Regions from separate parts of the Zea mays genome. Here region 2 is linked to region 1. Evidence: chromatin contacts called from public Hi-C data. All regions are on one chromosome and are shown on one strand. The core of a region is the stretch at or near the end of the contact, and the rest is flanking DNA. Distances in the headings are between cores, read along the strand shown. Region 1 holds the start of LOC103636044 (PLATZ transcription factor family protein). Region 2 holds the start of LOC100382595.

Region 1 (4,641 bases), core at 2,123-4,622:
CAAAATGTCCTTTAAATATACAGATCGAGTACGTAAAATATAAAGAGAGAGAGGACTAAAAAAATCAAGATCTAGTTAGGACATGCACGTGCAATTCTACTGCAAAGTGCCAAGGCTAGAAACATGACATGGGTACAGTCCGTATAAGACAAAGTATAACCGCCGCTGTCGTCCTAACTTGCCAGCCGGGCAAGTGCAATGATGCCCGCATTTGCTGACATGGCATCTGTGCCTGCAGTCTAGGCACTGCTCTGCCCTTTCGGCTCGATTCACTACCGGCCCAACAAAGCCACCCTAAATTTAATTTTCTAATTAGGCTAAATTTACTAGACCTGACCAGCTACGCTACGTACAAAGGCGCAAAACCACGTTTTGCACTATAATATCCACGCGACGGAGTATGAAATAAAAGATAAAGACAAAAAGATGATGGCCTTAAACTAACACGATAACACATAAAAAAACTCTTTGATAGCACGTTCCAAAACAATTAGCTACACACGTGTACCATATATGGTTCATACATGCTCATGAGCAAAAAGGTCTTAAACTAAACTTAGGAAACAAACAAATAAGCCATGATGGATCTACAGTTAAACAAAATTGGAATAAAAAAGGTTGCCCGGAGAAGCATTGATTAATAATTTTAGTTCTAGATAGCACCTTTTAACAATTTTAGATATAGATAGGTACCCATGATAACCTTGTGGCACTTTATTTTACAAAAATAGGTAAAATATGTTACATGGATCCGAAAACTAGAGGTCGTTACAACTGTTATTGTTGCATACGCGCCTCTGGTTTAAATATCCCTAATTATTATCTGAAACATCAACATGTATGAACGATAACGCATAAGAAACCTTTTAATAGAATATTCCAAAACAATTGGTTACACACGTGTACCACGGTTCATACATGACAGATCTACAGTCAAACGAAATTGGAACAAAAAGATGACTTAGAGAAAGCATCGATTAACAATTTTAGATCTTGATAGCACCAATCAACAAATTTAGATCCAGATAGATACCCGTGATAACCTTGTGGGACTTTATTTAAAAAAGATAAATAGTTGCATGGATCCAAAAACTAGAGGTCGTTACAACCGTTATTGTTGCATAGATGCCTCTGGTTTAAATATCTCTAATTATTACCTAAAACACAAACATGTACAAACTAACACATAAAACCAATTTAATAGCACGTTCTAAAATAATTGGTTACGCACGTGTACCATGCTTCATATACATGTTCATGACAGAAAAAGTAGATCTTGGTCTAACCTTAGGAAACAAACAAATAAGAAACTAGAGTCGAACAAGACTAGAATAAAAAGTTGTCGCTTAGAAAACGCATATATTAACACTTTTAGATATAGATAGCATTAATAAACAATTTTAGATCTAGATAGATATCCATGATAACCTTGTGGGACTTTACTAAGAAAACAGGTAAAAGAAGTTGCACATATCCAAAAACCAGAGACCGTTAAACGTTATTGTTGCATATGTGGCTCTAGTTCAAATATCCCTTACTACCTGAAACGCAAACATGTACGGACATGATAACGTGTAAGAAACGTTTTCACAACACAATCTAGAGCAATTGGTTACACACGTGTACCACGGTTCATATGTCCATGAGGAAAACTAGATATTTGAAATTAAAAACAACCATATATGCCACGAGGAATCTACAGTCTAATAAAACTAGGATAAAAATAAGCCATTGAAAGAAAGCAAGAATTAATAATTTTAGATATAGATAGATACCTATGATAACTTTGCGGGACTTTATTTTAAAAAATAGGTAAAATAAGTTGCACGGATCCGAAAACTAAAGCATGTGTATCTATCTAGATCTAAAATTGTTAATGAGTGCTATCTAGATCTAAAACTGTTAAATAGTGCTTTCTACTAGCAACCTTTTTATATTCTATTTTTGTTGGACTGTAGATCCATCATGGCTTATATGTTTGTTTCCTAGGTTTAGTTCAAGACCTTTTTCTCATGAGCACATATGAACCATGGTACACGTGTGTAGCCAATTGTTTTGGAATGTGCTATTAAAGGGTTTTTATGTGTTATTGTGTCCGTACATATGTTTGTATTTTAGGTAATGACTAGGGATCCTTAAACCAGAAGCACATATGCAACAAAAACAGTTGTAGTGGCTTTAGTTTTAAAAACAGTTGAAATAAGTTGCAAGGATCCAAAAACCAGAGGCCGTTACAACCGTTATTGTTGCATATGTGCCTATATATGGTCGAAATATCCCTTACTACCTGAAACACAAACATGTATGAACACGACAACGCATAAGAAACCCTTTAATAGCACGTTCCAAAATAATTGGTTACACACGTGTACCACGACCCATACATGCTCATGAGAAAAAAAGTAGATCTTGAACTAAACTTAGGAAACAAACATATATATGCCATGGTGGACCTACAGTTGAATGAAATTGGAATAGAAAAAGGTCGCTCATAGAAAGCACCGGTTAACAATTTTAGATCTAGATAGATACCCATGATAACCTTGTGGGGCATTACTAACTAAAAACTAGCTAGGTAAAAGAAGTCGCACGGATCCAAAAACTAGAGACCGTTAACCGTTATTGTTGCGTACGTGGCTCTAGTTGAAATATCCCATTAGTACCTAAAACGCAAACCATGTATGGACATGATAACGTGCAAGAAATGTTTCGGCAACACGATCCAGAGCTGTCGATTACACACGTGTACCTGAAACGCAAAACATGTACGAACATAATAACGCGCAAGAAACGTTTCGGCAACATGATCCAGAGCTGTCGATTGCACACGTGTACTACGGTTCATACGTCCACGAGGGAAACCGGAGATCTGAAACTAAACTTAGAAAAAAAACAATCATATAAGCCATGATGAATTTATAGCCTAACATACTAGGATGGGGAAAAAAGTCGCTCAAGAGGGATAGAGACCCTTTTTCAAGGAGATCAGAAGCTATATATTGCCTGGATTTATAGAGCACAAATAAACATCTAGATATGGATGAATATGAACCAGCTACTATACTGTGGTAGAAATTCGTTCTACGCACGCACGGATCCATCGAGAGCGGCAGAAGTGTTTCTCATGTATATTACCTTGTTGGTTGCGGTGCAAGAGGAACCTATGCAAGACATGTTGCCGTGCTGCTGGAGAGTGTGTTCTCTCGATCTCACAGCTCACTAGCACAGTCGTAGCATCTATGTATCTTGTGTTTTACTACTGGTTCCTCTCTCTCGCCGGAGGAAATCTGGAAAGCTGAGCCGCGCGATGGGGCCAAGATAGAGGATGATTATAAATAGGGAAACTCAGAAGGGGGAAATATAATGGCTTTTGTTTAATTAATAACACAACATAGTGTTAACGTGGCTATATCTCTCTCGTTTTAATTAATTTGTAAAAGAATCCTGAATCAGTTAATCACGGCCGTCGGTGAACTGACCTACCAACCAATCCAACGGTGTAGCCTCACGTACGCGACACCGTGATGTCGTGTGTGCCGCCGTTCCAACGAGCGGAGCCGGAGAGTGGTCAGGTCAGGTTTGATGACAGGACAGGACCAGCCAGAGAAGAGATGCCGGGCGGCCCATGCATATGCTCACGTTGAGCGCGAGGCGAGTCCGCGTGCTCGAGTTGAGCGTGAGCTAGAGCCGACGCCGTTGGTTGCAGACGCAGTTCGCGGGTGGCGCCAGCTTGGAGCCGCGCTGCTTGCGTTGCGCCTCAGCCGGTCAAGGCGTACGTTTCTACAGCGCTTTCTCTACTCATTCAATGTGCCCGGATGTCAGTTGCACTGCTTTTTAGCAGCGCTAAACTTTTGAATTCAGAGCGTGGTTTCGTCGAAGCACAGGTGATGAGAGAAAGGGGGACCGGTGGGGAAAATAATAAAAAAACTTGTGTTAAATATAGAATGGTATGTACGTTAAAGATAGAAAGTTAGATATAAAGTTGTATACGTTAAAAATAGAAAGTTACATATATTTATATAATAGAAAAGAGTTATGCTCTTACCACTATATAATCCATCAGTTTAAACTTTGCAAAAATCACACAACCAAATCACCCCATACTCATTATCCCCACTAAATTCACCTAACATATTGTACTCAAACTTAACACACTATCAAAATCAACGGTCCAGATAGTTGAATAACTCATCTCCCTTCCCCATGAACTACTTTATATGAATCATCCCTCATCCCTTCCCTTCCCTTCCCTTCCCTTCCCCCTCTCCTCACTTGCTCCACCGCCATCATCGATCATCTCCTCGGGATCGTGTGTAACACATGCTATATAGTAGTCATATGAAAGTTTAGGGTTCTGTCACTTAATTTAGGCACTGTTGAATTCAGAGCGTTGTTTCGTGGAAGCAGAGGTGATGAGGGGATGGGGGACCGGCCGGGAAAATAATAATAATAATAAAACTTGCGTTAAATATAGAATGGTATGTACGTGAAAGATAGAAAGTTAGATATAAAGTTGTATACGTTAAAGATAGAAAGTTACACATATTTATATAATAGAAAAGAGTTATGCTCTTACCACTATATAATCCATCAGTTTAAACTTTGCAAAAATCACACAACCAAATCACCCCATACTCATTA
Region 2 (5,016 bases), core at 1,363-3,862, 340 kb before region 1:
AACATTTATTTTTGGCTAATTTTTTTGCAGAACCCGCCAAAAATAGGCCCTTTGCCACCGAAAATAAGCTATTTTTGGCGGCTTCTGCCTGTAGCTGCTGTAGTGATATATATAGGTATATTGGGAGCACTGAACTATCAAATGTTAGAAGAAGACCTGACCGACCATCTCTCACTTGGCTGGACCACACCAGCGCGCGGTGGCGGGCGAGGGCGCACGGCGGCGGCGCGGCGCGGGCGCGAGGAAGGGCACGACGGCGGCGGCGAGGGAGCGGCGGCGGCGTTGAGTGAGTGAGTGAGAGAGAGAGTGAGGAAGATGCGCTCGGCCGTTGTATGTAGGGCGCTTTGCCGAGTGCCCGTGATCTGGCACTCGGCAAAGTTTTTTTAAATTTTAAAATACGCTTTGCCGAGTGCCAGATCACTGGCACTCGGCAAAGCCTTCTTTGCCGAGTGTCGCCCAAGGGACACTCGGCAAAGACTCTTTCCCTATTCTTTGCCGAGTGCCACGCAGCTGGCACTCGGCAAAGGAAGCTTTGCCGAGTGTCTTATTCAGACACTCGGCAAAGTATATTTTTATTTTTTTGATTTTGTCTCCCAAACTTTTTGTGGTATGTTCCTACACTATGTAGACCTACATGTATCATTTGTGGACAATTATAACAGAGTTTTCAATCGTTAGTAGATTTAGTTCGTTTTTTTGAAATTCTTCGGAAAATTCAAATTTGAACTGCAGGTCACTCGAAACGTGGAAAACCGTGCATGAAAAAATGATATTCATGTTACTTAGCATAAGTTACGACCGATTTCAGAAGCGTACCGGAAACTTCGAGCAACATGCTCACTAAACATGGCCGTCAACTTGGCATGCACATGTTTAAAAATTGTATAAAACACAAACAAAGTCAGAAAATCATGAAACTTGTCCACGTGTCATGATATCATATGTAGAGGCTGTGATAAAAATTTTAGAATGTTTGGAGAAAGTTGTGAGACACTATGTGTAGAAACCTAAGAGATTCACATTGAAACTCTATGATTTCATATGTAGTCCTCTTAGGTTTCTACACATAGTGTCTCACAACTTTCTCCAAACATTCTAAAATTTTTATCACAGCCTCTACATATGATATCATGACACGTGGACAAGTTTCATGATTTTCTGACTTTGTTTGTGTTTTATACAATTTTTAAACATGTGCATGCCAAGTTGACGACCATGTTTAGTGAGCATGTTGCTCGAAGTTTCCGGTACGCTTCTGAAATCGGTCGTAACTTATGCTAAGTAACATGAATATCATTTTTTCATGCACGGTTTTCCAAGTTTCGAGTGACCTGCAGTTCAAATTTGAATTTTCCGAAGAATTTCAAAAAAATGAACTAAATCTACTAACGATTGAAAACTCTGTTATAATTGTCCACAAATGATACATGTAGGTCTACATAGTGTAGGAACATACCACAAAAAGTTTGGGAGGCAAAATCAAAAAAAATAAAAATATACTTTGCCGAGTGTCTGAATAAGACACTCGGCAAAGCTTCCTTTGCCGAGTGCCAGCTGCGTGGCGCTCGGCAAAGAAGCATCTTTGCCGAGAACCAACGGTTGGCACTCGGCAAATACTAACGGCCGTCAGCTTTGGGACGGCTGTTGACGGCTTTTTGCCGAGAGCTCCCTTTGCCGAGTGTTTGACACTCGGCAAACCCATCTTTGCCGAGTGCTGTCCTCTGCCGAGTGTTCAACACTCGGTAAAGAGTCTCTGTGCCGAGAGCCTGACTTTACCGAGTGCGGCTCTCGGCAAAACCTTCTTTGCCGAGTGCCCGACAAAAGGCACTCGGCAAAGAATCCAACACTCGGCAAAGACTCGGATTCCGGTAGTGAGAGTCTTTAAATATTGTTTATAAATATTCAAAACACCTCTCAATTGACGTGAATAAGATACATGTGTTTATATTAAAATATAAATCTACAATTCACATGTCTCTCTTTTTACTGCTGACATGAGAATTTTTTTTGTCCATGAGCCGTGATATCGATCAACTTTTAGAATGTGCTAGCATATGAGCTGGAAATTAGAATGCTAGTAAAACAAACAAACAAGAGGAGCGAGCATTTACACTTTTGCTGATAAGCTTGCATTGTCGACATTGGCCAAAAAAATTATCGATATGCTCTTCCCCTGTATTGCGGTTAATCCCCTTCCAGCTTGGGCATGCCATATCTACCTATGCACGCGAGGACGAAAGCGGCGAGAGGACGACGAGAACGGCAGGGCGATGGAGTGGTGCTGCAGGCGTCAAGGGCTCGAGAGAGGTGACGGTAGGAGGGAATGGCGAGGCGGACAGACTCGGCAAAAATACCTAACGATCTCGATAGGATGGCGAGCAGGATACAGTAGCGAGCAAGAAAGAGAGTCCGTTGGATCGGATTTTAATCCTAATTTTACTATTTTTGCATATACTAATCAATTTAGCTAGACTTTTGGAGTTGCTATGAGTAGCTACTAGTATTTTTTTTTTATTTTTGAACACTGTCGTGGCCGTGCTGGCACGGGTATAAATAGGGAGGCAGGAGGTGGTGGCTTTACAGTTATTACAGACAGACAGCAGTCCACTCGCGATTACTACTGTGATCCCCACCACACCACCTCCCGTGGAGTGGAGTGCTTCTTGGCGACCTTTCTTTGCATGTCAACGCAGACAAAAAGAACAGCGCCGCCGCCTCCACGACCACGCCGGTCGCCGAGCCTCCGTCTCCTCCCGAGGTACTGCTACTGCACTTGCTTATGGTTCTTGCTGCTGCTGATGCTTCCCGCCTCCACACGCTCCCAATTGCAATTGGATAGAATTCCTTCCCAATTCCACCACATCACGAGCGTAACAAAAACAACTCACCCCGTCTTGCTCCACCTCTCTCAGAGATCTCGCAGCCAGCTAGCCGCCGTACGTGGCCACATGGAGGCGCCGCGGGCAAACAACGGCAGGAAGCGCAAGCCCACGCCTCCCGCCGGCCTGGGGGCCCTCCACGACGACTTGCTCGAGCGGGTCCTCGCGCGCCTCCCGCCGGCCACCTACTTCCGCCTGCGCGCCGTCTGCAGCCGCTGGCGCGCCGCCGCGGCGTCCCCGACCTTCCTCCACGCCTGCGCCCGCGTGCCCTCCCGGGACCCGTGGTTCCTCATGCTCTCCGACTCCGACTCCGGGCCCCGCCCGCCCGTCGCCTTCGACGCCGCCGGCCGCACCTGGAACCGCTGCCACGCCGCGCCGGGGGCAGCCGTGCCCGTGGCCGCGTCGGCCGGCCTCGTCCTCTACCGCGCGCCGGCCACGGGCGCGCTCACCGTCGCCAACCCACTCACAGGCGCGTCCCGCGCGCTCCCCTCGCCGCCGCAGGCCGCGCGCCAGCTACAGGCCATCGCCATGTACGGCGCCGGCGGTCCCTACCGCGTGGCCCTCTTCGCGGGCGACCTCCCCGACGACCTCTCCATGGCGGTCTACGACTCCTCCAGCGACTCGTGGGAGGGGCCCCTACCGCTCGCCCGCAGGCCCGGGGACTCCTCCTGCCCCGACGCGCCGGCGCCCGACGACACGGTCTACTTCCTCAGCAAGTCCGGGGACGTCGTGTCCACCAACATGCAGCGCAGCGCGTCTAAGCAGTACTCCTCCTCAGTGGTCGTGCGCCGCGACGTCGACGGCGACGCCGACGCCGCCTTTGCCTACTTCCTCAGCTACTCGGGCACCGTCGTCGCCTGCGACACGGCGCGCCGCACCTTCGCGGAGCTGCCCCGCATCCTCCCCGTCTACTTCGAGTACTCAATCGACGTCGTCGCGTGCGGCGCAGCGGCCTACGCCGTCGTGCTTTCGGAATACCTCGGCACGGCCAGCCTGCGCGTCTGGGAGTTCGCCGGGGGCGCGTGGCGGCAGGTGGCCGCCATGCCGCCCGCCATGTCGCACGGATTCCACGGCACGCGCCCCGACATCAACTGCGTCGGCCACGGCGACCGCCTCATGGTCTGCGTCACCTCCGCCGAGGCCAACGCCTGCTTCATGTGCGACGTGGCCAGCAACCAGTGGGAGGAGCTGCCCAAGTACGTCAATGCTGACGGCGAGGCCAGCGAGTTCCTGGCCGCATTCTCCTTCGAGCCCAGAGTGGAGGTCACCGTATAAGCGCTTATGGTTATAGTGTTACTACAATTAATTGCTTTTTTGATTAAGGCGCCTTAGTTTTGGTTCGGCTCCTACTCCGTGTGATTGATTTCTTCGTGTGTGTGTGTGCATGTACTTACGGTACCGAATTGTAATGTCATTTTTCATTGACATTATTTGTCTTCAATAAAATTGCAGATTTCGTGTGCAGTCCAAAGGTACATTGTCAATAAGGAGTTGCTAACTTGCTATATATACTAGACACTTCGAATCTTGAGATGGTTTTAGAAGCAACAAATCAATCAAAAGGATAACTTACAAGAGATAATCTACATTTTTATAGTAAAATAAAAAATGTTTCATAAAGAACATCAAAAAATCAGCTACCTAAAATATAGAAGACGTGCTGGCATTATCATGCAATTTGTGGATAAAATGTCTCTTGCATCAAGAAAGCAAGGCCATAAAATAGAATATTGATGGTTTTGTATGTAATACCACAGTTGTAAAGCATACGAGAAAAGGTATGTAGATTGTAGAAGGATAAAAGTGTATTTCCGCGTCGCTAAACTTGTTCACTGCGGCTTTAATCCGGCTGCGGCTTCTACAATATTTTGTCTCTATGGATTACAACGGCAGCAGTCCGAACAACTACTGCAGGGCAGACGAACAAGCTAGCGAAATAATTATTAGCTAGGTGCCTATAATTAGAAAGTTTTTTATCTATCCCAATTAACTTTACCTATTACTCCACTATTAGTTGGATGAATCTAAACACCCTCCAAATACTGAGGTTGGATACAAGCAAGAGCAAAAGTAAAATAAAAACTTTTCTAGACAATTAAAAATAGGAGGGGAAAATATTCATGAAGAAGGCAAGCAT

The links. A called contact is a pair of places that touch in the nucleus more often than the background predicts.
Region 2: a Hi-C map of ear shows a contact between it and region 1, with 6 times the contacts expected there. The contact joins the promoter of LOC100382595 here to the promoter of LOC103636044 in region 1. A contact is called at or near these places in 3 of 25 Hi-C or Micro-C datasets (ear, leaf and tassel).

What each region holds. Positions count from the first base shown.
Region 1 is chr1:69,704,729-69,709,369 of Zm-B73-REFERENCE-NAM-5.0, reverse strand. LOC103636044 (PLATZ transcription factor family protein) reads right to left here and starts at 3,372. Exons shown (of 4, transcript XM_008658404.4): 1 at 3,136-3,372. The coding sequence starts at 3,174.
Region 2 is chr1:70,047,342-70,052,357 of Zm-B73-REFERENCE-NAM-5.0, reverse strand. LOC100382595 reads left to right here and starts at 2,612. Exons shown (of 2, transcript NM_001175325.1): 1 at 2,612-2,758; 2 at 2,913-4,342. The coding sequence starts at 2,949. The coding sequence ends at 4,154.